2 separate regions of the Mus musculus genome follow, and region 2 is linked to region 1. A link is a contact called in public promoter capture Hi-C data. All regions are on one chromosome and are shown on one strand. Each heading gives the region's core, a stretch centred on a gene start, on an enhancer-like site or on the middle of the called end of the contact. The rest is flanking DNA. Distances are from core to core; before and after follow the strand shown.

Region 1 (3,319 bases), core at 284-2,783:
GATCAAAAGACAAACCCAGTTTTTTTAATGGGGCATTTAATTTGAGGGGCTAGGCCAAAATAGTGGAGGGACTTCTGGTAGGTTAAGAAAGTATGCCTGGATTATGTGGAAACCCGAAGACTGCCTTGGAAGAGGCAAAACATAATTTGAAGGCACCCGTGGCATAACTTTATTTATTTGTGGCTTTAAGATGAATACAAGAAGTTCAGAGGCTTTAAAGGACATTTTATGAAAGAGCAAATTTTGAATGCATTGCAAACTAGGTTACCTAGCTCACTTCCAAACGAAATAAAAGCAAGTTAAAAAAAAATTAGCTCCTTCTCCGTAGTGAAAATAATAATGCCCAAGTAATGTCATTTTCTCCCTTCAAATTATAAGCTAATCAGCGAGGCCTGTTAACCTCATATAAACATTTCATTAAGGTACTCAGATGACACTACTGCTACATGAATAATGAATTCCCGCCCCCAGGCTTTACCTAATTTATGGCCCTTTATTTGGTGACTTTGCTTTAGAGCGCACAGGGTAAGGTGAAAGATGGGAAGAGAACCGGTTTAACTTGTATTCAAATACCTTTGCAGATTAAACAACACATCTCAACTTTTCCCCCCTCCTCTCCCCATCCGCAGCTCTCGTTTGTATCACAATCAGTGAACTGAGGAGATGACCCGAACAAAGGGGACTGGCACCTGCGCCTTCTCCATTGCAAACATTTCTTCCCACCCACGGCCCTCCACGGTCAGCGTTTGCCCGACCTTTCTAGCGCAGGCTCTTTCCCAGGTCACCTCGGGACCCCTGAGCAAGACTCTGCAGCCCGGGCTCTGACACCGATCTCTCCTCCTCCTACACGTGACCAAGCGGCGTGCGCCGCGGACAGACACCGCAACGCGGTAGACCTGGTGACAAAGGCTCGGGCGCATCCGGAGTCCCGCCGGCCTCCCGCGCTCAGCGTCGGCGGAGCCTGCGCAGGGCGGTGCCGCGCAGCGCGGGCCGCGGGAGCGGGAGCCGCAGCCGGGAGCGCGCCGCGGAGCCGAGCAGAGCCCGCCGCGCGCAGCGCCGGGCAGCGGAGGAGCCGAGGAGCGGAGCAGCGCCTGCCGCGTAGCCGAGGAGCGGAGGGGAGGCCGAGGAGAAGCCGAGCAGAGCCCGCCGCGCGCCGGGGAGCGGCTCCACGGAGCAGAGCCCACCGCCTGCCAGTCCGTTCGCCCGCGCCCTGCTGCTCCCAACGCCGCCGCCGCCCCGGAGCCCCGCAGCGACTGGGACACGGGTGAGCAGGCCGCGGCCCGTGAGCTTGGCTCCGGCAACCGGGCCCCAAGCGTCTTCCCCGCCCGTACTTACACCACGGCTCGGGAGATCATCCAGGACACCATCTTTTCGGCCGATGGGCCGCTGACCGCAGGCCGCGCGCTCCCCGCTCGCGCTCCCCGGGGCCGCGCTGGCGCCCTCGGGAGCCGGCCCGGTGTGTGCGCGCGGTGCCCGGAGCCGCCCGGAGCCCGGTCCCCCGCCCGTCCGCCCCCGCCCGCGGCCCCGCCGGCCCTGCCGGCCCCGCCCCTGCGCTCCGCTGATAGGCGGCGGCTCCGGGACCCCGCGGGCGCTGCGCTCCACCGAGCTGCGCGGTCACCTCGCTTCCCCGGGCCGGGGGACTCCGGGCGGGCGGTGAGAGCGCGTGGGAGCCGAGGCCGGGGGCGGGGGAAGCCGGGATTGTGAAGTGTCTGGCTAGGTGCGGCTCCGGTGCTCACCGAGGCTCGGCAGCCAGGGCCTACCACAGGCCTGGGTTGGCACGGCGAGGCTCGTGGTGCAATGCAGGGGCCAAGGGAGAGCGTCGGGGGTCACGTTTGGAGTGATGGGTTTGCAGGGATGGCGAGGCTGTTCTGGGCCCCTTGGGGCACCTTTTCCATCAGCGTCAGCCAACTCCTGTCTGTCTTGCCTGCCCCACAGCCTAAAACGTGGACCCAGGATTTCCGACCCGTGGTGCTGTTTACAAGTGTCCTTATTTTTTTTTTCCGTCACGCGCGCGCGCGTGTGTGTTACCTCTTAACACTGTCCAAAATTTTAAGCTGACCTTTTAAGTTACTGTAGGTGTTTTTTTTTCTTGGTCCCCTGGTGGAAGCAATAGTAAAAGTTCTCTAAGCTAGAAAGAATAATGTCTGTAATGTGGTGTTTGGAGCCTTTAATTAAAGTCCTAGAAAATATGATGGCTCATTTTGGGACGTACTGTAATTTAATCTTTTTGTTCCCCAGTTTCCCCATAATAAAAAGAGGCTAATAATACTCTTGCTTACCTCCTGCTTTTCAAGGATGATGTAAGGTATTGCTAATTAATGTGTTTAGGAAGGAGTCGGATTTGCCTGGGATGGTATCAAGGGACAGGGATAGGTTACCATGAGTGCCTTGTAGTTCATGAGGCCTATAAATTAAGAAGAATTTTGGCCATGAAAGAAAGCAGCAGGGGAGGGATGGTGGTGAGCTCTTGTGATCCCAGCACTGTGGAGGAGGTGGAGGCCTGCGGGGTTTCCTTCCACAGAACCAGGAAGAGAAGTCCTCCGCTGCTTTCTGCTCTTCCGTTCCTTTTTTTTTTTTTTTTTTTGCTTATTTACATTAAGAATGTGTGTTTTTATTTCAGGGGCTGCGGTGATTGCGTTTGTCCTGGTTTATTTAGTTTGACCATTGTTCAGCGTTACTGGGGAGATGTGCTTGCCCTCTAAGCAGCAGTTTTTCTGGCACATACCTTCCTTGTCCTTTCATGTCCTTCCATGGGCAGAGCGGTCTTGTAATGTCTTTATTTACAGCCTTTCGTTCCTCATCCTTAACATATCTTTCCCCTCCTCTCTTTCCTGAGCTAAGGTGTGTTTTCGTGCCCTTGACTGAATTGCATCTTTTTCTTGGATGCTTTATTTCCCATTCTCTACCTTTCTGACCTCTTAAATCCCCCCCCCCCAATTCCCTGCCCCCCACCCTCCCTCATAATTTATCCCTTAAGTTTCTGGACTCCTTTCACCCCTCCGCATTTAGTCTCTTCTGCCTGTTTTGCAGAGGTGATGGCTCTTGTTATTGTTTGCAGGACACAGCCCCCTTGTTCCTATTTCAAAAAGCCACGGGTTGTAAACCACCTACCTACCCTGGGTTGCTACAGTGTTGTTGAGTCATCCTGCCGCCCCAGACAGCCCTGGAGTGTTGATTCTCCTTGGTACCATGGAAACGGAGGTTTAGAGAACTTAACTCTGTAGCCAGTGATCCCCATGGTTCATAGGTAATGGAGCTGAACTCCAGTACTTTTGAGTCATACCTGAGTTGGGTGTGAGTTGGTTAGTCCAGGGGGAAA
Region 2 (3,319 bases), core at 449-2,948, 880 kb after region 1:
CTGGTGTATCATTTTGGTTTTCTCTCTCAGGGTGTTTTAATCTGAGTTTGAATACAGTGTATATTATGTGGTAAACGCTGCATGTCTGAAGATCATCTCTCTGTGTCTATTTCGTCTGTGTGTGTGTGTGTGTGTGTGTGTGTGTGTGTGTGTGTGCATGTTTTTGTTTGTGAGTCAGGTGTAATGCCCAGTTCCTGCAGCTCATGTTTGTAGTGCATAATTGCACCACAAAGCAGCAGCACAAGAGACTTGTGCGCTAGGTCAAAGGGCACTTCATGAGAATGGAATTCAGACCTGGGTTTGGAGGCACCTGTGTGAGTTGAGTGTTGGTAATTTTGAGTTTCTTGTGCTTTTACAACGGTGGGTCATTACAGACTGCAAAAGTAAGAGGAAAAGCACTCCTAACTGGATAGCAGCTTCTAGAATCACCTAGTCCAGAGCCTCTCAACCAGGCACTTATCCATTTGAGAGGAAGGAATATATACATATACATATATATATACACACACACACACATATATGTATGTATACACACATATATAAACATACATGTATATATCATATATATTTATATGCATATAAACATATGTATATATTTATACGTATATGCATATATATTTATACATATATGCGTATATATACATACACACAAATTTTCCCTCCCCCCCTCTGTATTCAGTGTAGGGGGGCGGTATGCCCATGTCCTGGCGCATATGTAGATATTACTTTTGGGAGCTGGTTCTCTCCTTCCACCACTTGGATCCTGGGGATTGGAACTTAGGCGGGGAGGTTTGGCATTAGGTGGGCACCATTCCTTGCTGAGCCATCTCACTGGCACACTCAGTTTCTTTTTAAGAAGTCCATCTTTCAACTGACTGCTTTAACAAGGAGGTCTGTAAGTAAGATGACCATATCATTGAAAGTCCACTTTGGAACAAGTGAGATGTCCCCAAAATAAACAGGGTCATTCTGTTTATAAAAGGAGCCTTGCCCAGGCCTTTAATGAGGGTGGTGTAGGAGAGTTGATTTGGTAGAGTCTTCCCTCAGGAGGAAAATGTCCAAAGCCCTACACATTTCCGGTACAAGATATGTCAAGGGGTAATTTTAAACACTTTACAAGGGTGTGTACATCCTCTAATTAAAAGTCTAAGCTGGATAGTTCAGTGGTGGACCAGTTGCTCACTGTGCTTAAGGCCTCGAGTTCAGCATTTCAGCATCTCCCCTTCCTCTTTCTTAATAAAAGCCTGTGCTAATAACGACCAGGCTTCTGGATAGTGTTGTCTGCTGTCACTTTAGAAGCGAACAAACCCGGGGACAGAAGTACTCGCAAAATGTGTCTGTCTGCCCAGCCTTCAAGAGCATGATCTTTGAGTGCAGCCATGTTTGAGAGACAGATAATGGATCCTTATATCCCTGATTGGTCTGTCGGGTCCGGTCAGTTCATGCCTTTAAACAACTTCGGGCGGGATGCAAGAAGAAGGCGCACTTTAAACCTGACAAGAAAACCACCTGCCAAAGATTTCTATGGCGAGCCTTCTCTAAGGCTCCACCCCGCCCACCAGTTGAGGCCCCGCCCACTAGCCGACAAAACCCAGGCGGGTTCAGGCCCCGCCTGCCACAGACCCCACCCACCCGGACTTGCTCTTCGTATTTAGGCCCCGCCTACCACACAACAGGCCCCGCCCACTCCCCGCCCTCGCTTAAGCCCTGCGGTAGCAGAGGGTCTGTTCAGAGTCTCGGGTCTCCGTGCTGTTTTAAAGACAGAGAGGCTCCTAGTACGCTTGCGCGGCGTCGTGGGCCGGGTTCCCCTGCAGACCAGACTTGGTACGGCCGAGCGGTTGGTGCAATCTGCAGCTGCAGCCCTGGGGCGCGCTTTTCAAATCGGCCGTGCCTTGCACCGAGATGGAGGGGCAGCTGCTGAGGGGTCTCGCCGCGCAGCAGGTGAGCGAGGCAGGGGACTGGAGAGCTGCAGCCTGGGCCGAGACCGAGAGCCGGGCGAGCTCCGCGGCTTGCACGCCTGAAGGGTGCACCGAAGGAGGAGAGCGAGGCCGGGGGCAACAGGAGGACGCCGGGGCCCATCCCACCTGCCGGTCTTCCAAGGCTTGCAGGGGAGGTGATGCTCCGGGAGTCGGTGCTCGAGTTGCTCCCCGGCCCGCGCAGCTGGGCGTGTAATGCAAGGTGCTGCTTGTAGCCGTGTGAGCCAGCATCAAACTGTGGGGCGCCGCGGGGTGAACGCTCAAATGGCATGTTCTTAGCTTTCCAGGAAGGTGTAAGTTTAAACATGGATACATGCACAAATACTAGGAAAAAAGGAGGACGAATCCAGTGTTTGTTTGTTTTTTAGCTATCTAAAATATGTTCAAAATCTTTTACACTTAGTGTAGTCGAGAATATTTCTTGGGAACCCCAGTCAAGTGTTAAAAGTATTCTTCCTGTTCATTATTTTAGTATTTTAATGAAAAGAAACCCCTTATATCCTTGTAGCGACATCTTCATTTTAATTTTAATTTTCACCTCTTACCGGCTCCTGAAGTATAGTAGTTCGAACCATATACTCTTGCCAGATTTGTGGGTCGAGGCGAATACTGCAGGATCATAGAATTTCTTTAGTAGATGCAGTATTGTTAGGAAGTCCTCTGTAATTCTCTGGAATGTTGAGCCAGGCTTTGTTTGAGTTATTGTGCAAACCATATTAGTAGTCACAAGACGTGTTTGCTACAAACATACACAAAACTTTCAACTTTCTTGTGAAATATTTCTTATTTTTGTTATGTATTCTAGGTATCCTATTTGCCTTTGTCAAAGGGTAGCCTTGAACTCCTAAAACTCCTCTTGCCTCCACTTTCCTACTATGGACTTTATAGGGCTGCCACACCGAGCCTGACTTAAGATGGAGTGGAGCTGGGTTCTAACCCAGTGCCTTGTGCATTCTAGACAAGCCCTCAATCAGCAGAGCCACACCCCACGCCTATGTTGATGGTTAACACAGCCTCTATTTCTACTGAACTAAATGGAGATCTGTTAAGTTTCTTTTTTTGTTGTTGTTGTTTTGTTGTTTTGTTTGTTTTCGAGACAGGGTTTCTCTGTGTAGCCCTGGTTGTCCTGGAACTCACTCTGTAGACCAGGCTGGCCTCGAACTCAGAAATCCGCCTGCCTCTGCCTCCCGAGTGCTGGGACCAAAAGTGTGCGCCACCATCACCCAGTATCTGTTGAGTTTCTTATGGGGATTGTGTGAGTGCTGGTGTGGCCATCCAAGTGTGCTATTAGTGCGACAGTGACATTCAAGAATGCTACAGAAGAGAAAAGAGGATAACAGAGC

Evidence for each region. Promoter capture Hi-C pulls out the DNA fragments that hold promoters and counts their contacts.
Region 2: a contact with region 1 is called in a promoter capture Hi-C map of pre-B cells. The contact joins the promoter of Rtkn2 here to the promoter of Reep3 in region 1. A contact is called at or near these places in 4 of 39 promoter capture datasets (the C10 cell line, hippocampal neurons, neutrophils and 1 more) and 2 of 115 datasets of contacts at active chromatin or transcription factors (memory CD8 T cells and microglia).

Annotation. Positions count from the first base shown.
Region 1 is chr10:67,095,455-67,098,773 of GRCm38.p6, forward strand. Reep3 (receptor accessory protein 3) reads right to left here and starts at 1,534. Exons shown (of 8, transcript NM_178606.5): 1 at 1,336-1,534. The coding sequence starts at 1,367. It also overlaps a transcript of Jmjd1c not described here.
Region 2 is chr10:67,977,872-67,981,190 of GRCm38.p6, forward strand. It overlaps Rtkn2 (rhotekin 2), which reads left to right and starts at 1,699. Exons shown (of 12, transcript NM_001359319.1): 1 at 1,699-1,941. The coding sequence starts at 1,903.